Linked DNA regions of Gadus morhua: region 1 is linked to region 2. Evidence: chromatin contacts called from public Hi-C data. All regions are on one chromosome and are shown on one strand. The core of a region is the stretch at or near the end of the contact, and the rest is flanking DNA. Distances in the headings are between cores, read along the strand shown.

Region 1 (5,748 bases), core at 2,324-4,823, 270 kb before region 2:
TGGGCCGGGGCCCCGCCGCCCCGCTGTGGCTCAGAGACTGGGGCCGCCCCCCGATGGGAGCGCCCCCTCGGCTGGAGGGGCCCGCTTGGTTCCCCTGGGGGGGGGGGGGGGGGGGACACGTGTGTGTTAGAAGGGTCTGCACTGGGTGGGGGGGACACACGGGGTGGTAGAGAAGGGTCGGTAGAGGTTGTGGTTCACAATGATGTAAAGATGCATTCACTCACAGACTGGAATTCATCTTCATCGTCCGACATGCCGTCAAACATGAACCCTCCTGTGCGAAGAAAATAGTCATGATTTAGTCATTTAAAGCGGCAGTAAGTATAGATATAGATAAAGGAAGCAGGTAGAGGTTAGGAGGCTTTTTGTCTTGAGGACATCCCAAAACACTAGAAAGGGCTTTGTCTTAACACGACAATGAACTAGAATGGGCTTTGTTCTGATACACCAATAAACTAGAATGGGCTTTGAACTAACACACCAATACACTAGTAAGGGCTTTGTTCCAACACACAATTCCACTAGAAAGGGCTTTGTTCCAACAAACAAGGCAAAGGCATTAAAAAGGCTCTCTCTTGCCCACCTGGCATGTCACTGTAGGAGCTGGCCGAGACGTTGCGGGAGGAGCTGCTGCTGGCCTGGGTGGGCATGCTGCCCGCCACCGAGTGCAGAACCAGGATGATGGCGTTGACCAACGCTGGGTGGGAGCTGATTAACCTGATTGAGTCATAACAGAGGACGGGTCACATGACTGGAGCAACACTGCACATTGTGGGGCAGCATGTCACTCAGGAGGTAGAGCGAGTGTCGAGGTGTCCCTGAGCAAGGCACCCCACCCTAACTGCTCCCGACGAGCTGGCTGTTGCCTTGCATGGTTGACATCGCCGTCGGTGGGTAAATGTGTGCATGAATGGGTAAACGTTAGGTAATATTGAACAGCGCTTTGAGTGGCCGCTGGTTAGAAAAGCGCTACATAAACGCAGTCAATTTACCATTTCACATAGTAACTTTGTTGGCCTGTAAAGGCCAGAGTAAGCTCTCCAGTAAGTATAATGAGGTGGCTGGTTTGGTCGTTTGGCCCTATAGGTCATATTTATAATCGGCCTATTTATTACAATTTTATGAATGATCTAAAAAGCGAGCACTTGCAGATATGCGTGTTTACCTGTGAGGAGAGTCTGCAGGAGTACGCTATTACCACTTGACTCAGGGCCCACTTAAATAACACCAGTACTCACATGTCCAGCATGCTGGGGTCGGCGAACTGAACGAAGAGATCCTTGTCTTGCAGAACCCCTGCGAAAACACGCGCCAGACATGTGATGAAACAAAGGACTTGATTCTAGCATTGTGAGAGAAACCCCATCTCATGACGTTCCAAAGGCCAAGCAGGAACCACGTGCTCTTACCCAGAGCCACCGCATCCGACTTAAGGCCCGGGGTGGCCACGATGATCTGGTCCAGAGACTCCTTATTGGTCAGCATTTTAGTCACCTGGGAAGGGGGAACACGATTTACCTATGCTTGTTTCTTACTGCGGGCAGATTGCTGCATTCTGCTTCTTCACAATACAAATAATACAGCACAACATGGTCAATATTGGTTTGCTGCTAAGTGGGTTATAAAAACAACACGCAAACAACTCTATCTAGTGTTTGATCTGTAACTAGATGTAACTAGGTCAAATCACACAGTATTGTGGGAGTACCTTAACCAAGCCTTGAATAATAGTGCAGAGTACTATACTCGCAGTCACAATAATGCATATCCATGATGGTACTCACAGAGTCTCTGTAGGCCGTGTTGACAGAGTGCAGAGCCGCGTGGAAGACTCTGAACTCTCTCGCTGCCGTGGCCCGGTTCACAGGCTCTGAGGGCAATCAGGAGACACGTTTAGAGTAACACTGCCCTGCACACTGCAAACTATATGCAACATCTCAAGCGACATACCTGGGTTACAGTCAGTCTCTGGCCAAGTCTTTTTGAGAATGTGAAGGGTCGACTTTGGTTGAATTCCATAAGCGTCCAACGTTAGGTCGTCTTTCAGTTTGCGACCACAGTGGACAAGCTCTAGGAAACCACAAGGTAAAACAAGCTAATTTAGCAGGTAAAGCTAACTGCAGGACATAACAACATATGGCAACATACAGCTCAACTGCATGGTAATGCTGGCGTTAACAAACCTTTCGAATTTAGATAATCAACTGTTTTAAGGGCAGGTGATGATTACAATTTTCATTTAAATTGAATTTTATTTATTTTGTATAGCCCTTAATCACAGGTACAGTCTCAAAGAGTTGAACAGACCATGTATTAATGACAACGACAGGAATTAATGAAACAACCAAACAACACTAGATGCTGCAGGTTAGAAAGACCAGCATCGTTTGTGTAGGTCTACTACCTACACGAGTATTAGCTCTACTGGGCGGGTTGTTGAACTGACCTATCAGGTCGGGGTCGTTGACGGAGTCCGGGAGCTGGGCGGCCACCAGCTGCTTCAGGGTGGCGACCCGGTACTCCCCGGGGGGCACGTCCCCGGGCATCATCTCGGGGAAGTGGAAGGTGGATTTGGGCTGATCCACCACCTTCAGCGACAGCTGCCAGTCCACTGAAGTCATCTCCACCTGGGTGGCGACACGGAGGGACCGTGGTCAAAAAACCGACCAGTGTTAAGCAGCTATAGAGTCGGGGACCCCCGATCGCCGGTTCAGGGGGAGGGGGCTTCATCTTGCCCCGTTTAGGAAGTACTCCATACTAGAACAATCTGTTATGCCACCGACATGATGGTGTACATGAATATATATATATATATCAAACAGTGATGTTACAACATGTGTCTGTTATTATGTATATTAAACAGTACATTGTTTGTGTTATTGCTATTAGATGTGTGCTCTTTTATTTTTTTAAATAATGGCTGGTTGGCTGGATGGTACACAACACGAACCGCTAAATAACACCACCCCACTCACCAAAACATGCAGACGCCAACAATACTAGGGAGTTATAGCGAGGTTGTATCGCTACTCACCAGTGTTGTGTTGACGTCGTTCATTTCTGGGTTTATCACGTGGTCCAAAGCACCGAGACACGTGATCAGCTCAGCCAAAACCGATCATGTTTATTCGCTAATTTCTTATTTTCATGTTACATTTTTTTTTATATTACAGACAATTAAGCCAAATCAGAAAATACATTACGATAAATAAATACGTACAACGATTTATAAATACGTTCAACGTTCACACAGACCCCGACCCACACAAACAAACACATACTCACCAAATCATAATGTTAAACTCTTTAAATTAAGATATATGGAAATTAATCATCACATAAAGAACAACCACAGTTACGTCCCTGGTTGAAGAACGAATTAAAACCTGTTGGATAACACTGATTTTAAATTAGGCCTATATGAATGAACCATATGCATCTTAATGCATGAGGCGACTGAAAAAAACACACACACATGCAAACATTCAGCAAACAAACACACAGACATACATGCACACGCACAGAAGATATGATTTTAGCAGACGCGACATAAATGGTTAATTGCGGGGTCGGGCTGGTGGACCCCCGCCCCTCCTCATGACATCACCGCTGGACAAAGCGGCAAGGAGTGGTTTCACAGGGACGATCCAAAACCAAACGATAGGAAATAAAGAGTGGTACATTGGGGCAGATAAGTAGACAACCGGAGTAGTTGCACACTTTAGATCCCATTTTGGATATCCCGGCTGTTGGCTTCGGTCAGAGAAGTGTTGAGAGTGACACGTTGCTGGGAATGAACTGTTCCCCAAAATAAGATCAACCGCAAGTATCACTGCCGCTGGATGGTTGCTGATCCAAAACTTTTGCTCCTCTATCATGGTAAGCTTGATATATTACACTTAACTCTGAGCACGAGTATATTAAATGCGATGATCAAATCTGTATTTCCCCAGTAACAGTATAGCAAACATAAACAGGGATTTCCCAGACTGGCAACAACTGGGAGATACTCTGTGAAGTAAGCCTAAAACAGCGGTTTTCTATCGAAAGCTTATCATTAATTGACTTAATGGTTCGCTCAATGATAGGGCCTAGGAAAACACAGTTATCCCTTTTTTCCATTTTCCTCCCATGCAGCTGTTGCGTGGTGAAGGAAATGGACTGCGCCACCTTTCACATAAAGTTGGTACAACAGCATAACCACTGCCACAAATATTGGGTTTGCTACTTTCAATGGTCATTGGCACATTACAGCATAGGTCTACAACCAATAATGTGGTTTATTGGTATTATATAACTATATATACTTTAGTTTCAATATTATGTGTATTTCTATTTCTAATTAGTATTATTACATTCCCTAAAAGTCAGTGTATTTATTTAGTTAGATGTGTGTTAGGATGTTAGCATTTATTTAAACATATCATATTTTACAGATGTAAACATAGCCACAGACAGACAGACAGACGCACGCACGCACGCACACAAACACAACACAACACAACACACAGCAGGCTGTGCTGTGGTCACCACCTTAACCCTCTCTTTATTACGTTGGCACGTGGCATGTCTTTCTGATCAATATTATTACCCCGCCTCACGCTTTGCTACATATCCCAGTGAGACAGGAAGTAAGAGCTATTAAGAGATGCAGACAGGAAGTGAGCTTAGTCCTCCACACGCACCAACATGTACACACAAAGATGTAAATTAGGCCTGAAGCATTTGACCTGAAAGAAATGGGGCGGCAAATTTATAAAGTGTAGCCTAGTATTATGTCGAAAGTAAACTGGAGACATAATCTGGAATCGTAGCCTACATGGAACAATGAAAGATTGTCAAACTGCTTTTTTTGTCAAATGTTTAAAACTATTTTGGAAAACTTCTGAGGGCAACCAAAATCAACCCCTGGGGTTTAGATTTTTAATTAAGAAGGTTGAGTGAAAGCTAGATATGGATTGAGTTATTTCATAATACAGCTTAATGAAGGCTTATTGTCAGAGTAAAGTACACGCACATTATTGGTTTATTGTAAAAATATGGATAGCTGCCGTTAATTAATTAGTTAATAGGGAGTTAATTGGCCATGTTTTATTTAAATTGTAGCCAAAACCTTCTCCTGCTAGTTTTTACCTTTTTATCAGTGAACAATTCCAGTTCCCCTAATGTTGTGGTCATCTGGCCAGTCACATGGAGGGACAAAGAGAAGAACTTCCACTCTTTCAACAAATAGAAGTGGAAACAAGTTGGGACTTTCCTATTGGAACAGGTCAGAGAAAGTACCTTGACTCACACTGTGAAAAAACAACATACTTTGATGGCTTCCCGGTGTCCGCCCAGCACAGATTATACAGACTATACACAGTCTGGTCTAGCGGAGGGGAAACTCAGCCAATGTGGCATACCTCTTGTCCTGTGTTAAATAAAATAGCACTCAATATCTGGAACTTTTCAGGAAAAGTCTTTAAGATTGAGGATGACTCATCTTCACTACATGTGCGCCTGCAACTTTCTCAAATTTCCATGCCTTTTACGGTAAATGTGTGTGTGCTGGTATTGTAACAGGGCAAGAACGCTGAGCTGGTAAACCAGCAAGTCCAAAGCCTCATTGGCAGACAGCGTCTCTTAATGGAAGAGCTCCTGAGAGTGAAGAGAAAGCAAGTTGTTGCTGTTCTGTGACAAAGTTCTTCTCCTTCTTCTACCCTCATCCTCTTTATTGTGGCCTGTGGATAAAAAACACAAGAGAAA
Region 2 (5,587 bases), core at 1,242-3,741:
TAAATTGTAAGTTACACCTTAGTGTATGTGGGAGATTGATTGCTAAAGTCTGGTCAAGATTCACATTTACGCTTTGACTGTTTGTACTGTAATTTGTTGACAGACCATGTCATTGCTAGAAATGTGAACATAGGAAAATCTCCTTAGGGTAAACTGTACATGCATTGCTGTAGGAATTACGGTGCTGTCTTCCTACACCTCCTGACGTTCCTGTGTGTTGGGCCACAAATTATCACGCAGCCTCACTCCTCTTCCTCTTCTGCATCTCTCGGGCTGTTGACCCAGTCCAATTCCTTGCCCTTCCATTGTAAGACAATTTAACATTGTGTTGTGCTCCAGCTATATATATACTTGCCAGTTCATGGTTCAGGAGATGCACCTTTGAGCTATTTCAGTAAACTGGTTGATCGTTGGTTGATCTAACACTTCACACATTTCCCTTCTTTAGAGAAAGTCAAGATTCACCTGGTAGCAATTTACCAATTCAGGACAGATTTAGCAAAAAAGTCTAATGTAAATGTATAGAAATATGCTTGACACATCATGACAACTTGTACAACCATTTTGCATGTAAAGACTTATGCAATGAACTAATGCCTAACTGTTGTGGGGGTGAGACTATTCAATAGAGACCCATTACAATACATTTTGATCAACATGACATAAGCAATTGATAATATAAAGAGCAGAGTTGTACATAATCATTTGAATGAATGTACCAAAGCATTTGCAACTTGTTCAAAGAAATGCAAAACTGCTTTTTTGATGTACCCAAGTGACACAATGATCACATGTGAAGATTAAACAGGTAGTTTTGAGAAATTCAATTCTAATCTGAGAAATGTACCAAAGCGTCTGAGAAAAACTGTAATGTTAAATCTCTAAAGTCTTACCGTAATACAGATCCATCATGCTGTTACTTAACGAGGCTGTCATAAGTGTTTGCTGGAGCTATGTACGTGATGGAGGGCTCTTCACGTTTCTGAGTTACCATGTATCTTAGACACCATCAGTTAGGCTCAATATATCAAGGTACTTCAATATTAACATTAGGATCATTGTTGGGTTTTTTATCATATTTTAGAAATTAAAATGTGCGTTGAGATTTGTCCAGACTCAACTCTTACTTCAAATTGCGTTTAAAAAATGTCACCACTTTTTTCAAAAGTCGTTGCCACAAGAAATCAGTCATCAGTTTGAATTACTTCATACATAATCTGCTATCAATTGTACCCCTGGTTAAATGTGATTAATCATTTATATGAGTAGGCAATAATAATGATAGAACTCCAATAAAGGTTGATTTGATTCTAGAGCTTTGAAGGAACATCACTTCCCCCTGTTTCACAGAAGAAGAGAATCTAGTTAACAAAGCCTTGATCAGTGACACAACTAGTGGCCACTAGAGACAAGTTTTACACGGCCTACTACACAGACTGCATCAACCACATCGCTGGTGTGACTCCTCTTATATACATGATGGTGGCTGGTGGCCTACTCACTGATCCACAGGTGATACATGCGCTTGCACATGGTGCGGTTCTGCTCGGGGATCTCCTCAAAGTCCTGGTAGAAGCATGGCTTCAGAGGGATAAACCCCGGCAACGGTGGGAAGTTCGGTTCTAGGGCACACAAACGCCCGTCGTTTACGTTAGAAAAATAATAATGATAACAAAAAAAGAACATTCTATTTGTGCGACAAATTAAATGCTGTGATGTGATAGTCATACCTGCCATTTGGAAACGCTGGTGATTTGTTACGTGATGATTTGACCACGACCCTCTCAACCTGCATGATGAAGGAATGGGAACATTTGATCATCCCTCCTAAAAGTGTATGGGCTCTACATGACCGAAGATTGTTCAGAAATAACTGGCATCACGTCTCCCTGTGTTACATGCGGGACTGAGATATAACCAGCCTAACGTCTGAATGTGCTACATGGGGGACTTAGACGTGGAGACATATGGATGTCCGACACTCTATTGGCATGGGCCTCTAAATCCCTTGGGTCTCAATGTAGCCTACTAGGCTACAGGTAGGCCTGTCCATGCATATCCTGCATTTCCCATTGAAACATGAACAAAAGCCAGTGGCACATTCTGCAACAACACATAGTAAGAGGGGTCTTATATCGTGCAAAAAAAAACAACTCGTAAAATCTTCCTAAGTTTGATTTGTTTAACGTCATACCCCGAGCACATAACAAGGAGGAGCGGATTGCGCTGGGGGATAATCAGCTTACCCTCCACACGCACACTGATGCAGGTCCGATGGAGATTGGTGCAGGTCCGGTTAGAGCGCAGCGTCTCTCCGCATGTCCCCGGGCGGCCGACCGCTCCTTTGAAGTGGAAGATAAAGGACGTTAATGTGTTGATGTGTTCTATCTTCGGTATGTCATTCTGGTTGACCGGGGTCGACCTATTGTTGACGAAGCTTTGGTCGTTGTTGTTTCGACCAATCGGCAACCTTCTCTAATCCGTGATGTTTATATCTATCCAATCACCGGTCGCTTCACTGTCCGTGGTGCTGAAAGTGTAGTTGCAACCAGAGTGGTCTCTCCACCAGAGGAGTCACCACCACAGGTGTAGGAAACCACCAGAGTAGTCACTACCGGTGTAGGCACCATCAAAGTAACCACCACCAGTGTAGACACCACCAGTGTAGTCACCAGCAGAGTAGTCACCACCAGAATGGTCACCAGCAGAGTCGTCACCGCCAGTGTAGTCACCACCATTGAAGTCACGACAAGAGCTCCAAGCGGATTGAAAGTAATTGATGGAAATTCATTCATGAGCTCCGCTGCAGTCATCAAGTATGCAGTAAACCTTCGAGTAGAGCAGGGTCTATTTTATGTTTGTCGTTTTCCTTTCCATCTATAGCTTTTAGCTAAATGCACTATCCTGCTTTGGTCACAGGATGGTGCTAAAGTATTTATTTTCGTGTGAAAAAAAAAGAACACGTAAACGATCCGTCTGAAGCATCTCTCTGTATAGCTGTATTGATTTATGATTAGATGTTTATTTGTGCATAGGCTTAATAGTGGGCTGGGAATCAAGAAAGGCTATTTGTATTTATCAAGCATAACTTGGGCATACCAAAAATATAATACAATATTTACTATTCAGTTTACTAATTTACAGCTCAGACATCGAGGCCTATGAATATTCTTGGATCGAACTTGTATTAACTTTGAATGCATCCATCCATTACAACCTTTCAAACAACTGTGCGCACATGAAGAGTAAAATTAGCTGTGATGCAAAGACTAGACTCAACACTAGGCCCAGGCGAGTTTCTGGGTTCCATAAACATCCGGGGCTTAGCCCAGAGGGAAAATGAAAACGCGCGCGTAGGGTGCGGCACATTTTCTTGCATGCTTTAATGTGCATGCATATTTTTTTATAATGCTTTACCTAAATAAACAAAATAAGTAGTTTATTAGAGCTTTAAATAGCTACCTGACTGTTGTGCTGCTAAAGTTCCATTCAAGTTATTTCAGAGTAAAATGAATACAAGAGAGACTACCGTACACGTATAAGGTGGTCAACAGTCTGGTTTTATTTTTAAACTGTTTATTCTCTTGCCAGAAGGACTATCTAGAAGGACTAGGCTACTTCATTGTCCCTGGAATCCCCATGTTTCTTTCAAAATAACCGAACTACCATTAAAATCATTTCATCACTTCTAGACTGAATTGAATTAATGCATATAGTTACCAGTAAATATGCTTCGGCCTATGTTAGATTTAAAGTATAAGACCAATAATAATACCACATTCTAATTGATTTTACCATACAGTTGCTCCTGTCTTTTTGTTTTTAACAAGCTCGCATTGTGAAGTCTTTCTCAGAAGGAACTGAAAGCAAGAGAATGAAAGAGGGAAATAAAAGAAAGCTTCAACATAATATAAAATACATTCAATATACTCCTTGTAGCACACTCTTGACCCTCAAACCTCCTACCTTTGGATGTAGCCACACAAAAGCGGAACAGAGCATAACAATAAGAGCATACATCGCCCACAGCAAGTTGCCACTTATTAATGTATTGATTGAATCTATCGGTGGTGGGTGTTTATACAGGAGGTAATCATTGATCAGATACACGGACGCTGTTCATGTCGCGTGACCATGAGGATGGAAACATTTGCAATTTTACAGTTCTCCCAAGGTGAAGGGATTATACGGTGGTCATAGGCCATGGTTTGTTGGGGCAATTTAATAGACTCCGGCCTCTGCTCTTGACAAGTAATGAAACTTGAAATATGTTACCTGAACTGATATTATGCTCCGACATCACCATATCATGCTACCTCAATATCATTCTGCGTGTGTGTGTGTGTGTGTGTGTGTGTGTGTGTGTGTGCATTTGTGTACGTGCATGTGTGTGCGTACGTTTGTATGTGTGTGTGTTTGGGTGTGTATGCGTGTGGCAGCGATGAGACTGCATTTATTTAGCTCTTTCCCAGCCACTTTTTATGATTCTTTTAAACTAAAGATTGTCCTTAAATGTTTTGAAAATGGGATTCCTGCCTATGTATTCCTGCACCAATACTCGCCTTGTGTTTGAAGCTTTTTATATGAATATCTATAGCAGCCAAATGCTATACTTTTGGTTGACCCTTCTCTTTCTGCACGTGGAATAGAGTGCATGCCATTTTGGAATTCAAAGAGCACAGATGATTATGTTTAAGGTCCGCATGTAAATCTCCCGCTGCTCTCGGGCAGGCAGCACATTTGAATTCATTCTGGCAATAAGTTGTTCTGCTTTTCCAAAACCTTTCAGAGAAATAATGAGGAAGTTTCAAAAAACTCAAACTGCATCTTTGTTCTGTAAATCTGCTTTTGTACCACATGTTGAGATGATTGGATTCCAATATGGTACTGAAACTGAGCTAAATATGACTGGGCAAAATATGAGTGCAATAATTATTATGTTCAATAGCGTTAACTGAATCTCCATATGGAATGCACAATGTTCCATAAGTATATGCCGTATAAAATTATCATGAAATTGACTTACAATTCATGTGTCAGTCAATTTTTTCTTTTAAATCAAATGAGTACATTAGTCTATTATTTGAATTCAAATGATACATGTCTGATTCATTGATATCAAATGAGCACGTTGGTCTATTATTTGAATTCAAATAATGCATGTCTAAATCATTGAAATCAAATGAACAAGTTTGTCTATTATAGTTCAATAATGCCTCACTGATTCATTGCAATCAAATGAGCACATGGCCGATTGTTTGAAGTTCAATAATACATCTCTGATTCATTTTGGCAGTGTGTGGCGTCAATTAGATTTTAATTGTTGTTTGATAGCTTATAACTCTGAGGCTTATTTACTGCTTGAGAACCCCACTGCTTCCACCACACTCACCACACAAAGCAATGGTGTTCATGAAAATGTTGCCACAGTGTTATTAATAAAACGTGAAGATGATTGTGTGGATCGAAAGGTTATTCAAAGCGTTCCGAAGATAAGCTTTGATTTGACAGCAGTTAAATATCTTGTTTCTCTCACATGCTGTATTATATCTAACTTTGGATGACTGCTCTTACTGCACCTCTTCTT

The links. A called contact is a pair of places that touch in the nucleus more often than the background predicts.
Region 1: a Hi-C map of gonad shows a contact between it and region 2, with 4 times the contacts expected there. The contact joins the promoter of cd276 here to the promoter of LOC115559305 in region 2. A contact is called at or near these places in 2 of 6 Hi-C or Micro-C datasets (gonad and heart).

What each region holds. Positions count from the first base shown.
Region 1 is chr14:23,952,719-23,958,466 of gadMor3.0, reverse strand. It overlaps cd276 (CD276 molecule), which reads left to right and starts at 3,573. Exons shown (of 8, transcript XM_030376522.1): 1 at 3,573-3,879. The coding sequence starts at 3,843. LOC115558416 (ubiquitin-like protein 7) reads right to left here and starts at 3,135. Exons shown (of 11, transcript XM_030376516.1): 1 at 3,035-3,135; 2 at 2,447-2,627; 3 at 1,951-2,070; 4 at 1,785-1,870; 5 at 1,410-1,494; 6 at 1,239-1,296; 7 at 584-717; 8 at 225-274; 9 at 1-94. The coding sequence starts at 3,058.
Region 2 is chr14:23,678,480-23,684,066 of gadMor3.0, reverse strand. It overlaps LOC115559305 (secretory carrier-associated membrane protein 5), which reads right to left and starts at 2,491. Exons shown (of 7, transcript XM_030378116.1): 1 at 2,247-2,491; 2 at 1,731-1,789; 3 at 1,503-1,622. The coding sequence starts at 1,737.